Linked DNA regions of Mus musculus: region 1 is linked to region 2. The links are chromatin contacts, called in public HiChIP or PLAC-seq maps. All regions are on one chromosome and are shown on one strand. The core of a region is the stretch at or near the end of the contact, and the rest is flanking DNA. Distances in the headings are between cores, read along the strand shown. Region 1 overlaps Gm41300 (a long non-coding RNA gene). Region 2 overlaps Gm34472 (a long non-coding RNA gene).

What was found. HiChIP or PLAC-seq counts read pairs in DNA pulled down with a chosen protein or histone mark.
Region 1: an HNF4G HiChIP or PLAC-seq map of pancreatic cancer cells shows a contact between it and region 2. The contact joins two enhancer-like sites. A contact is called at or near these places in 8 of 39 promoter capture datasets (3T3-L1-derived adipocytes, the C10 cell line, the HPC-7 cell line and 4 more), 8 of 484 Hi-C or Micro-C datasets (the AML12 cell line, the AtT-20 cell line, B cells and 5 more), 7 of 115 datasets of contacts at active chromatin or transcription factors (the 230-238 cell line, embryonic forebrain, embryonic stem cells and 2 more) and 1 of 9 other capture datasets (embryonic stem cells).

What each region holds. Positions count from the first base shown.
Region 1 is chr15:36,920,676-36,927,227 of GRCm38.p6, forward strand. Gm41300 (a long non-coding RNA gene) reads right to left here. Exons shown (of 4, transcript XR_875158.3): 2 at 4,807-4,955. Among named protein-coding and RNA genes, the nearest start is that of Gm41300, 7.8 kb to the right of the region's middle. Within about 2 kb of position 3,641, at least 64 of the 459 cell types and tissues checked have an H3K27ac peak or open chromatin away from gene starts, as enhancers often do. A contact at or near this core is called in pancreatic cancer cells, where this site is marked.
Region 2 is chr15:36,816,966-36,823,471 of GRCm38.p6, forward strand. All of the region lies in intron 1 of Gm34472 (a long non-coding RNA gene), which reads right to left. Among named protein-coding and RNA genes, the nearest start is that of Gm34472, 23 kb to the right of the region's middle. Within about 2 kb of position 3,331, at least 41 of the 459 cell types and tissues checked have an H3K27ac peak or open chromatin away from gene starts, as enhancers often do. A contact at or near this core is called in pancreatic cancer cells, where this site is marked.

The DNA of each region.
Region 1 (6,552 bases), core at 2,391-4,890, 100 kb after region 2:
ACCGACACACACACACACACACACACACACACACACACACGCACACACACACACACACACTCATGCAGACACACATGCGCGCATGCATGCACATACGCGCACACACACACACATGCACCAACACATACATGCACATGTGCACACACACATACACACACACACACACACACACACATGAAGACCATTTCTTGAGTAGTAACACTGTCAAGGCCCTGTGGCTGTGGTAGCTAACAGGGCAGCAATTGTTCAAGCCCTAGGAATTAAGGGAGCACTGCAGGGAGCACCACAGGGATCAGTGGGCACCTAAATCTAGGTGTGGCCTCAAAGGCAAGAGCTCCAAGTCTATATGCTCAAAGTCACCAAGGCTTGCTGTGACTGACAGAAAGTCCACAGGGAAGAGTCCAGTCAGCTTCTCTCAGAACTTGCTGTGGCTCAGAGAGACCACACTCACAGCCTGGCCAGCCTTTTCTGAGTCACCTCCTCAAGGTAACCAGGATGTGCCCTACAATTTACTGGGTCCTTCTGAGGGTCAGAGGTGAAGATAGAGCCTCTTCCTGGGAGGACCCTCTGCCCTGTGCCCATAATACTCAGGCCCCCCAAGCTCCCCTTCTCCCTACACCCCTCTCCCTCTCTCCCCTTCTCCCCCTCTCCCCCCCCCCCTCTCACACACACACATTCACCATTCAATCAGTATTCTAAGTCTATAGACTTTAGATTCTATGCTTTAAATCATACACTCTGGCTTTCAGAAATATACAATTGCTCACACAATAAAGGCTGATTTTTTCACTCCCTGCAGTAGGGTTTTGATTATGTGTATGCATCATACTTTTCACTTAGCCATTCAAACAAAGACTTCCTTTGAGTGAAAAACAAAACTCCTGTCACTGTGCTGATAAGTTACAGCCATGACTCAACCCGGTAAGGAGGCTTACCTCCCTCTCCTCCCCCTAGCCTTGCAGACCACCTTGTTAGAGCCTGAGGAACTGCGGCCACCACTTCAGTAATACTGCCAGCTGGCAGAGGGAGGCAATGCCTGGGAGGAGCACGAGGAACACAGGCCACCTCCCCTGCCAGCCCACAGTAGGCTGTTTCTTCCCTGCATACTCTGCCCATCCAGAGGATGGCAGGCACCCCACAGTCTTGCCAGGTTGTCCTGTCTCAAGCACTCACACTCATTCATGCACATGCTCACATGTTTGTGAGGCATTTTCCAGAAGGTTTTACTGAAGAGGGAATACCCACCCTGAATGGGGTGGGGCACTATTCAGTGGGCTGGGGTCCAGCTTAAATCTCTTTGACACCTGGTTGCAGATGCAATGTGACCAGCTGCCCTATGTGACCAGCTGCCTCATGTTCCTGCCACCTAGTCCCTGCCACGACAGACTGTAAGCCAAAACCAAAGGCCTGGTCCCCTAAGCTGCTTTTTGTCAGGTATTTCAGACAACAATGAGAAAAAGAATAAACAAAGCTGGAAGAAATAGACTCTCTTTCAAGGCTCAGATCACCAAGATGCAACCTCCATTCCTGGGGCTGCAGGAACACTCAGACTAGTATGGCCAGGACTTTGCTTAAGACATTTAATGGAGAACACATAGTTACCTCAGTGGAGCCCAGCTTCCCTGGGAACATAGGACGCTATGCTTTTTTCTTTTTGTTTAGCCTGGGAAGCATTTTACAGCCCTGCCCCTGATGGCATCATGGACACAGCCTGTCCTTAAGCCAGCTCTCAAACACCCCTAACTCTCAAAGTTCTCACCACCTTGAAAATCTCCATCTAACTGTACCTGACCACATAGTGCAAGCATGTGCACACACACACACACACACACACACACACACACACCTTTTACTTGTGCTGGTAAAATGGAAAGCTCTTGGCCATCTCAGTTTACTCAACTGTAAAGCAGGAAACTGAAGGACTGCCCAGTTCTTCAACCTTCAGAGTGGGCAGGTCCACAGAGCCATGTCAGATACTCTATGCTGAGCAGACAGGGACTCTGGGCCAGCCATGAGGACAGTAGTCAACCATTTGTCAGAAGGCCTTCCCTATACTAAGGCATCAAAGGCCCTTCTACTGGGTTCTCAACTCAGATTTGCCAAGTTTATCCATGAGCAGAAACAATGGCTTGCTACTGTGCTGTTAGGATTCCTGCGCTCCTAATACTTGCTTTGGATGTGATGTGCTAACTGCAGTAGTAGCATCCTCTATTACAAGCAAGATGCCTTTGTAAGGCTTCCAAGACAGATACAATGCAACCATTGACAGCCTCCAAAGTCCAGAGTGGTCCAAGACATCTCCAGCCACTGTGACCCACAGCCATGAAAACAGAGCTGAGATTCGGAGCCCATGGAGACAGCCTGGCCATCCTCCGTGAAGGACACCCTAGATACGAGTCTCTGTCTGTTCTAAGAACAGGTTAATAAGGAAAGCGAAGAAACCAGAGCCCATTCATTCCAGCAGTGCTGCTGTGTGACAAAGGCCCACAGGCACTGTGAGAGCTGAGGAACGGGAACCAAGTGGCCCGCGGCTCCCTGAGAGTGATTTAAGGAAGGGGTCTCTATGGCGAGGAAGCACCTTTTCTTGGAAAGAAGAGAGATATCTCAGTGATCAGAATGTAAGCACTGTGAAGCCTAACTAAGGACCTAAACACCAACTTCCCAGGCAACAGGCCACCAACTCCCCAGGCGACAGGCCACTGGCACTTTTCACGGTGGGGAGCTGCAGGATGAATCTTAGGGGCATGCCAAAGATGGATATGAGAAAAGACTGAAGGCAAGAGGACCAGGGGGCCTACGGGAAGAACAAAATGGGGAATGGAGGCATGACTCCATTGCTCATACAGTGGTTCAACCTGGAAAGCTGGGCATTCATTATTCTAGGTCTGTGAACACACTCACATCTAGTTCTCATTCAGAACAAGTCCTCCTTCCACCTACCAGTCCAATGGTTGTTCAGCTCCCCCCACCCCTGAATCAGTCCAATGGTTGCTCAGCTCTCCTCTGTCCCCCATCAGCTCCATGGTTGCTCAGCTCCTTGTGTATCTGCTAAGGCTTGAACGTTCCCGCCTGTTGAAATTCTTTCCTCTCAGGTATTAAGAGGTGAGCCCTTTGGGAGATAATTACATCCCAGGGTGTTATCCTCATCAGCAGCTCAGACCTGTCATGGATTAGCCCCAACCACGGTCAATGCGTGATTCCTAGGGTAGGTTTGATGTGTAGGCACCCCTCTCACCACAGGGTTTCCGCAGCCATCTTGGAACTCCACAGACCCTCACCGTCTGTGAGAAGGCTCTCAGTTTATTCTATAATGTCGTACCACCCGCCTTCATTATAAATTATCCAGTCCATGATATTCGCAGAAAATAGATCAGAGCTGACTGGCCTTCCTGGGATCTATCTGCTATGTCAGTACCAGAGCTCTCTCTAGATAGAAATCACATCATGCCAGTCTCGGGCTGGAGCAATCTGTGGCTTCTACCTGCCAGGCCTCTGCGTGCGTTTCTCTCCTGCTAGAGGGACACTTGTGTCCTTTCTTGCCCTGGTGACTCTAAGCTCCAGACTCAGATCCCACTCCCCATGAGGGAGGCCTCAGGCTTGATGACTCATGGGAATGTCAGACTCAACACGTCCAAAGCCAAGCCCTGAGTTCCCTGCCTCCTCCTCCACATTGTCCTGAAACTGCTGCTCCTGTGGCGAGTGGCACCAGGCCAGGAGTCAAGCAAGAGCCCTCTCTCTCTTCCCAGCCCTTCCACACCCTCACCTCCACTGCCCTGGCTAGCGTCCCAGTCACCATCGTGTCCAGCCTGGATGCCACAGCTGACTGTGTTCCTGGTCTCTGCTCTCAGCTGTTATCAATTCCCTGATTAAAGGGTTTTTTAAAATTTTTATTTTTATTCCTAAGTAGTTTGATTTCATTTATCTTCCCGAGACAGCCTGCTTTGAGGAGTGTCCTTAGTTGGAGAAACTTTGGCTGTGTTTGGGGGAGAAGTCACCAAGCTGAGAGGACATTGTTCAGAAATGAGCAGCCATGTTGGTCTAATGGTTAACCTGATGGTTTTCCCCATCTGTACAGGGGAAATCATTGTATTAAATATGTACGATTTTATCCCTCCACCGTCCAGCCTCCAGCTGCTGTTGCTGCACTGTGGGAACCTCTGCCGATGTCACTGCTCTCTCCAGGAAGCTCTCAGCCAGTGACAGGGACCAGGGTGGAGCTTCACCAGAGCCTAACACAGGCAGCTCCTTCTGGCGCTAAGTTAGATCTGGGCTTCACTAAAGACTGCCCCCTCCCCTTCCCTCTTCTCTTCTACCCTTCAATCCTCCCTCCTGGTTCCCCCTTCTCTACTGTCCCAAGCTTTTCCTTCCTCCTCCCTGTGATGGTTGCTCTTACTTGTCAGCTTCTCTGGATCTGGAAATAACCAGAGAACAAGGCTTGGGCATACCCATGGGGATTTTCTATTTTCTTGTGTATGTTCTACCAAAGACCCACCCCAAGTGTGGAAGCATCTTCCCATGTCAGCCAAAATATAAAGAGGTCCAAGGGAAAAGCTTTGGGCCTTAGCCTGCTTGCCTTGGTGTCTTGCTGGCAAGTTCATCCACTCTGTTGGTGTTATACGACTGCCTTTGTCTTGCACTGATAACAGAATCTTCACCCTTTTTCCATGGACTAAAGACCAATGCTCTCCAAGCATCTTCCCGGCCTGTAGTAGCATGTTGGTTACTACAGCCGTTATGTGGTATAGGGAACAGACAGTTGCTCATCCTTCATTGTAAAGATGGCTGCTGCTGGCCTTCCGGGCTTACCTTTCAACTCCTTCTAATGCTTGTTCCTTCTGTGGTTCAGCTCCTCCTGGAGACCCCTGACACAACCATGCTCACACGCAGCAACTTGTTCTCTGGATCCATGTCCCCAGTATACTTTTCTTTGCATTTCTAAAGTACTTCATTAGTGTCTGTAATCAAAACCGTGGGCGATAAGAACTTACATATTGAATACAGTGATTTCTCCTGTACAGATGGGGAAAATCAGTTTAACCTTATTAGGCCAACATGGCTGTCAAGTTCTGAACAATGTCAGTTCAGTTTCCTCAAACTGGACAACACAGCTAAAGTTTCCTCAACAGATCTGTGTTTCTAGATCTGCCTAGATGTTCACTTCCCAGGGGCTCCAGAATGACACAGCAGAACACAAAGCTGTATACACTATACCCTGTCACACAGGTATGCACACTACACCCACACAGATGGTACACTGTAAGCATGCTCTCTGCTTTAAAAATGGCATTTGTGAGGTAAAGTATGGTGGCTCATGCCTGCGAGCCTAGCACTTAGGAGGAGTCTGAGGCAGGAGGATTGCTATGAGTTTTAGGCCAATTTGGGTACTATGTGGTACCAGCCTGGGTACAGAATGAGACTGTCTCAAACACACACACACACTGAGAGAGAGAAAGAGATAGAGAGAGATAGAGAGAGAGAGCAATAATGGGGCCAGTAGCGGCTCAGTGGTTAAAGGCACTCACCACAGAGCTCAATTAAACCTGGGTTTAACCCCCAGGACCCACATGAGGGAAAGAGAAAACCGATTTTTCACAAACTGTCCTCTGACCTCCACACATGTAGCATGTGTACACGAGCACAGATACACATGCCACACATACACGTAACAAACAAACAAATAAATGCAATAAAAAATGAAGACAAACAGCAGCAACAACAAAGAGTGTCACCTGTGCATTTCAGGGACCTGTGTACCCCTGAACAACTCTAACTGCATGGCCGAAGCCTCGAAATCCCTGTGCTTGTGCTCTCTTGATATGCAGATCTTCAGGCTTTGGCAATAGCACGTAAAGTTTCTAGGAATAACTTTGTCCATACTAATTTTGAAATACTGTGGATAAATACATGGAAGAAATGTACTGGGCCAAAGGGTTTGTACACTTTCCTTTCTGATAAATGTTGCCACATCTTTCCCCTTAGGGTCTGGATTGACCTGTATTTCCTCCAGAAAATATGCACATCTTCTGTTTCCCACATCTTTACCAACTTGATTTGTTTTCCGTCTGAGGCTTATTGTATAGCACAGGCTGGCCTTGAACTTGCCATCTTACCACCTTTTCCTCCTGAGTTAGGATTACAAGAGTGTTCCACCATGACTCTTGGCCATTCTAAACTGAGAGAGGGTGGTTGTTTTTAAAATTAAAAGTGACCCATGCTTGTAATCCTAGCGTTTGGTAGGCTGAAGAGATTTGCCAAGTTGAGGCCGGCCTGGGTTACACATGGAGACCTCACCTGAAAAGAAACAAAATGGACTGATTAATTCAAAAAGTGGAAATCAAATCCTTTCACTTTCTTGCTTCTAATTCCTCCGTGGCTTCTCAAAGTGTCTGGTGACCATCATGCCACCCACACCGGTCCACTGTGCCCACATCTGTCTCTCCAGCCTTCTCATGCCTCCTCCACAGAGCTTATTCAGTTACTCACTAAGCTTACTAGGCCATCCTCAACTTTTGCTTGAGCTGCTCCTCCACAGGGAATGCCCCTGTCTGAGTC
Region 2 (6,506 bases), core at 2,081-4,580:
GGGATGTGTGTTTTGACTTAGGAGGACTTAGGTATGCTTTGATAAGAAGTTTCTGATGAATTAATAGTGATTGGTGTATAGGGCTGGGGATGAAGCTCAATGGTGGGGTCCTTGCCTAATTGGTTGAGGTTCTGAGTGGGATCCCCAATACTGCATGGGAAAAAAGTCATAACCTCATCTGGGTTGTTATGGCTGTGTCTAGAGGTGTACTTTCCCAAACTCAGTAGTAAGTTACATACACAATTATTTTTAAAAATTATTTTATCTGTCTGTCTGTCTCTGTCTGTCTATCTATCTATCTATCTATCTATCTATCTATCTATCTATCTATCTATCTATCTATCTATCTATCTATCTGTGAGGATCGGGTGTGGCAGCAGTCCCAAGAAGGCGCCAGGGACTGCAGCTAAGTCTTATGACTTGCACCTGACTTCCTCATACACCTGAAAATAAGCCACGACCATCGTGAGAGCTGCACAGGTGCACCATGATGCTGGCGGTTTAAACAAGTCCATATTTGGTGGAGACATGCCCCTGCCACCCTGATTGGCTGAAGCTGCGTGCCTGGTGAGGTGACGTGGCCTGCTGTGAGTTTATGGGGACTGAGAGTATATAAGAGTGAGAGGCCCGGGGTTCGGGGGAGATAGATGAGGAAAGAGATAAAGTTGAGAGAGATAAAGTTGAAGCTGAAGCGAGAGAGATGAAGATTGGAGTTTGCTGAATAAACTGTTGTTAGAAGGACTGGTGGTCGTGTTGTTCTTGCTGGTCGAGAGCGGACGCGACATCTATCTATCTATCTAGTGTGTGTGGAGGTCTGAAGACAGGTTGCAGGAGTTGGTGATGTCCTATCACAAAGGTTCTGAGCACTGAACTCAGGCTGGACAGCAAGCTCTGTTACCTCCTGATCCATCTTGCAGACCCGGCATATGGAATTGTTAACAGGAACAGCAGTGCCAGTTCCAGGCCTACCTATGGTAACAGCAGGTGTTTGACCACTGTCCAAGAATGGAGTCTTGTGAGGAGGATTCTGAGTGCTTGGGAGAAAACTCCAAGGAAACAAGACTTGTGACCTCAGTCTCTTCAAACACGGAATTGTTCTTGTAATGTGTTTTTGCCGTCCTCAGGAGTGTAGCAGATAGGAGTGAGTTGACTTGAGATTTTTCACTACAACCTTCTATTGTGATTCCTTTATACACCTCCAAGATGGGACACGTCTCTGTAATGTGCAGCTTGCCTGTCAGGTGCAGCTTTGGAAGCACCTGAGGCTTGTCCTTGTCATTGTGCCCTTTATTCAGTAACCCCTCTTAACCTTCAGAGGTGGGCTCTGAGTGAAGCCAGCTCTTCCACGAGACTCCCATCTCTCTCATTCATCGCCTCTATTCTGCCAGGCTGCACTGCCTTGCCTCTAGAGTGGTAAACAATCAACGACTCAAATAAAAGCACGCATGCCCCCTACCCCCTCATCTCCCAATAAAATCCCAGCTAGAGTCCCAGGACTAATCTCAAAGGTCTCCATTTTTACCTAGGGTTCAAGCTGACCAAACAGGAAGACCTGGAGGCACACGGGACCTTGGAAGCCCACTCCCTTCCTTGGCCAATCTTCACAACCATCTTCACACAGGCCCCAGGAAGTCTATTCATGCCCAGCAAACCCTGCTAGGCTGCCAGGGTCCTGCTGGCTGGCTCCGTGTTTCTTCCTGTTCTGCTGTGTCTTTTGTTCTTTTCCTCTGCCCTAGAGGAAAGGTGCTTGTTTCATATACTTGAAAATATATTTATGGGGCAAAGAAGAAAGAGACACATTAAGTAGATGGCTGTAGTAGCTTGTAAAATTGTCTAAGTGTTTCTAAGAGCTTTCTCAGAAGTACTGGAGGGCTGGAGATGAGTGTGGTGGGAGGGGAGGGGAGCCAGCTAATGACTTAGTCATGTAGGTCACTACACTTTGTGGGAGGAAATGGACTGGACTCCTATAGTAGAAGGGAGAAGTGAGGATGTGGTCGCTCCTTCTATGTCCCTGCCAGGCATGGGGCAGCTGGGAATAAGAGGGGGTAGTATTTATGGGCATCTAATTTGTGTTAAATTCAGAATTGCTTTGTGTAGGAATTAAACGGCTTGGGGGGAAACTGACCTGGTAATTAAGTGCACACACACACTTAGCTGTGGCGCTATAGGAAGCCCCTGTCCTTAGCACTTGGGAAGGACAGAAGTATAAGTTCTGATGTTTGTCCTTGTACCCTGTCTACACAATGTTTTGCTCTCCTAGGCTGAGGAAAAGAACTGTGTAGATCTGTGCCTTGCTTTCTCACTTCAACTTTTGGACAACCCCAAAGGTCATTTTGAAGAAGCAGGGCTCAGAAAAGGAAGGTCACATGTTCAAGGTCATCCAGTAGAGCCAGAGAAGAGGCCCGGCTCCCACACCCACACTGAACCCTTAAGACCTTCCTGCCCACCTCTGTCTAGACTGAGGCTTCCTTTTCTGCTGAGGCCCTGGGGATGCCCCCTCAGGTGAAAAGCCAGTGGCCCCACATCAGCTCCAAGACAACAAGCAATGTGGTAAGATTTTGTTCCAGTTTTTTAAAAACTTTGTGCTGTATTTTATTTATTGTGTGTACGTGTGTGGGTACACATGATGGCAGACAGCACGTGTGGACGGCAGAGGGCAGCTTCTGGGAGTCGGCTCTCTCCACCTGCCTTGCAGGTCTGAGGTATCAAATTGAAGTCATTAGACATGGCCACAAGTGCTTTACATATGGAGCCATCCTCATGGCTCTGTGCTTTGTTGAGGCAAGGTCTTGACATAGAGCTCTGACTGGCTTGGGATTCTCTGTGCAGCCCAGACTGGCCTCCGGCTCCTTTGCATCAGCCTCCTAGCGCTGGGGTTGGAGGGGAGACACTACACATACTTTGAGATCTTTAGGGGTGGAGAATATGAAATCTCTCTTGTTTAGCAATACACACACTAGTAATAAACCAAAGGATAAAATATGGGGCATATCAGAGAGTAACAAGTGATGTAAGATAAACATAGCAAATAAGAGGATGAGGAGCACAAGCCACCCAGGATTTGTTTGTTTGTGTCTTGACGCTGTGCCTTCACTCCCCTGGCTTCTCTAGGACCAAGTCTGTGAGAGTTGCTTCAACTCAGCGCCTTCTACACCACCAGCCTCTGAACAGCCCAGAGCATTTATTGGCTGACCTCAGACCACTATCTTTGAGCTTACTGGTGTAGAAATAGTTTGCTTTTTAGAAGAAGAGTTCTTTGTACTACTAAATGGCCCTTCACAGGAGGAAGTGAGTGTTTATTTTCAGGGCGGGCTCTCTACTCGCTAAGGTCTTATCGGAACCTGATGCACACTGGCAGTGTTGAGTGGAGAGCCTGTGTGAGCAAAAAATAGACCGTGTTGGTCAGCAATGGTGAGGCTTATCCCTTTTATGGAAGAGGTGAGAGGGGGAAATTAGGAGGTCAGAAATAATATCCATGTCAGAAAAGGGGACAGGAGGAAGCAATGGGAGGGAGCAAGGAAGGAACAGGACAGAAAGGGAACGGCCTGCAGTGTAAAGACTGGACAGGACAGGAGAGCAAGGCCTCAAGACTGGGGGAGGGCCATGGAGTTGGAGGACCGTTGGACAGAGAGGACTGTGAAATGGGATTATGGGAATAGGGATGTCCCAGAGCAGGGAGGACACAGAACTGAAGCCACGTAGGAGAATCCTAGTTGGTAATAATAGTCAGGGAGGTTATCTGCCCTCATTCCTCTTCACAGACTTTCCCTTCAGAGGATTCTCGCCTGCAGGAGCACACGAGAGACAAACCTAGGGTCTCACACAAGCAAGGCAAGTGCTCTACCACTGGCCTCGATCCTAGCCCCCACATTCCTTTCTCTACTCTTTCTTCTAGAACAGGGCCTAGCTAAATTGTTCCATACAGCTTCTGACTCACTGTGTAGCTCTGACAGCCTTGGCTTTTCAATCCTCCTGCCTCGTCCTCCTGAGTAGATGGTGTGAGCCACCAAACTGGGCTCTGTTTTTTTCTTTTTCTTTTTTTTTTTACTTCTGGAGCTTGAACCTACAGGACGTCTTGAATGCCGGGCACGTATTCTTCTACCTCTGAGCACTCACACCGCTCTTGTTTTTGTGAGACAGGGTCCCCCTGCTCCAGCCTCAGGAATGCCGGGATTATAGCTATGTATCACCACAGCTATTCAGTGAAACCTTTTCTGTGACAGAAGGCTGATGTGGAAATTTCTGGTTGTGTCAGGAAGATTCATGTGATCTTTTGCTGAAGCAGACCCATGAAAGGACACATGATATTTGGAGAGAGTATAAGTAGGACCCAACAGACAGTGACAGGGTGACTGCATAGCCAGCCTTACAACACTTCTTGATCTTTGCTGATCTTCACTTCATTGAGAGAGAGAGAGAGATGGCAGAGAACTTCTCGTGGCATTCCAACTGTTTCTGGCCACTCCAAACCCCTTCACACACATCCTGCCCTGCTGACTTGTGCCAACTCATCAGAGGCCTGGCTGTTTCTGCTGGATCATGCCTGCTACTGCAGATTCATGTTTGATATCCTGACACTACTGAACTGGGTGGTTGGTCCATTGACAATGAGGATTGGAATCGCCCCAAAGAGCTACTTCTAAACAGGTCCACATTCCCTTGTCCTATTTACTGTCTTTTCTCTCCTACCTTTGGATGGTAGGCTAGAAAGGGCGTCAAAGTGTTTGAGAACACTTATTAAAGTAGGTTTTTAAAAATCTAAGCCATAGAAAGGTCCAGAAAGACCCTTGGGCTCATGGTAGTGCTTTGCAAACAGGTCCCCTCGCATTGAAGTTAGCAGTAGAGGCCAGGCAGAAGCAAGGCAAAGTTATAGTAGTTTCCAGCTGTATTCACTCACACATATCCCCCAGAAGCACTGAGTTAAAAGCCAAGAATGAGAACTCCTTCTGAAGATCACTATGTGAAAACTGGAATTTGTTCAGTGTCTCCCTTAAGGGCTAAGGGTCCTTGTCTGTCCCTGGATGGTGGCACCAAGCCCACTTCCTCTTTGACTCATAGAAGAGGCAGAGAGAGCAAATGACTCTAATGGAACTGGGTGGCAATTGACAGCCAGATTGAGGAAAGCTGACTCTAAGCATGCAAAGACAAGACCTCTAAGCAATCCACGCTGAGTGCCAAGTGCCCCTCCTCCTTGTGTGCTCTCCTTCTTTCATGAAGGCCTGAACTCGTGTGAAGGTAGTGCCGTGTATGTTCTCGGGTAATCAGGGCTGCAGAGTCCGAGACCAGACCTGCGGACTCGTCGGAGACCAGACCTACCTCTGTCAGCTGTGACAGATTCCAGTAGGAGCAGGATTTTCTTTCTTTGATTCTCACAGACACTCCAGGAATAGACAGAGACATGGTGTCCTAAAGTAACTTAGTCCTGTGGGAACTTAGCTGGATTCTAACCTTCTGTTTGTACTCTTCTCTCTGTACCTGCCTGTTCCTAGGGAGTCATCAAACAGTGTGACTCCAGGGCACGCACTCAGAGGGTGAGGACTGTGTGTGTGTGTGTGTGTGTGTGTGTGTGTATTTAGGGTGACTTTCTCCATTTTTCTACTACTGATGACATAGTTCCCCAATTAAAAAATATTTTGTGTTGGTAGATTTTTAAAATAATAAATAGAAATAATGTTAATAATATATTTACAAAGCATTTCATCTGTGACTTCAGCAAAAATAAAATAAAAACACTGTAATGTGATTATAAGATAAGTACTAATTAATATAAGATTAATAATAACATTAATGCAGATATGCTATACCCATCTCTAGGTCTCTTGCATGTGACCCTGACCCAAGACTTCTGTTGCTTGCTGACTTTATTTTCTAGTCATTGGCCTTGAGAAACCAAATACTTGAAGTTATGGAAACAAAACTCTCCCATATTTTTTTGCTGCTTCAGAGGATGGGAAGTGGTTAGCCATCAGAACACTCTGTCTTTTTGAGATGCTTATGGCTAATAGGCCAAAGTGAGCCCTGGTGAGAAGTGTTTATTTAATTTATTGTGGTTTGTTTGTTTGTTTGAAACAGGGTTTCTCTGGGTAGTCCTGGCTGTCCTGGAACTCTGTAGACCAGGCTGGTCTCAAATTCACAGAGATCCTCCAGCCTCTGCCTCCCCAGTGCTGGGGTTAAAGGTGTTCGCTGCTACATCTGGCACACAAAGTAACATGTTAATTACTAAGTTCAGCAAAGTATCCCCCAACCCCTCCTTGCTGTGTGTTGACATTCTGAGGAAGTCTTTCCTACAATTAGAGCAAGTATTTAGGGAAAGGCGCCTTCTCCAGCAGTGGTCTCTGAAGCCTCATCTTTCAAAGATGCTGTGGATGACTGGGTAGGTGGTCCCTGTTTTGTTTGTGATACTGGGACTGAGCATAGGGCCCCATGTATTAGAGGTAAGTGTTCTACGCTGAGCTATATCTTCAGCCCTTGGGATTCATGGTTCATAATCTACCAACAACCAGTGA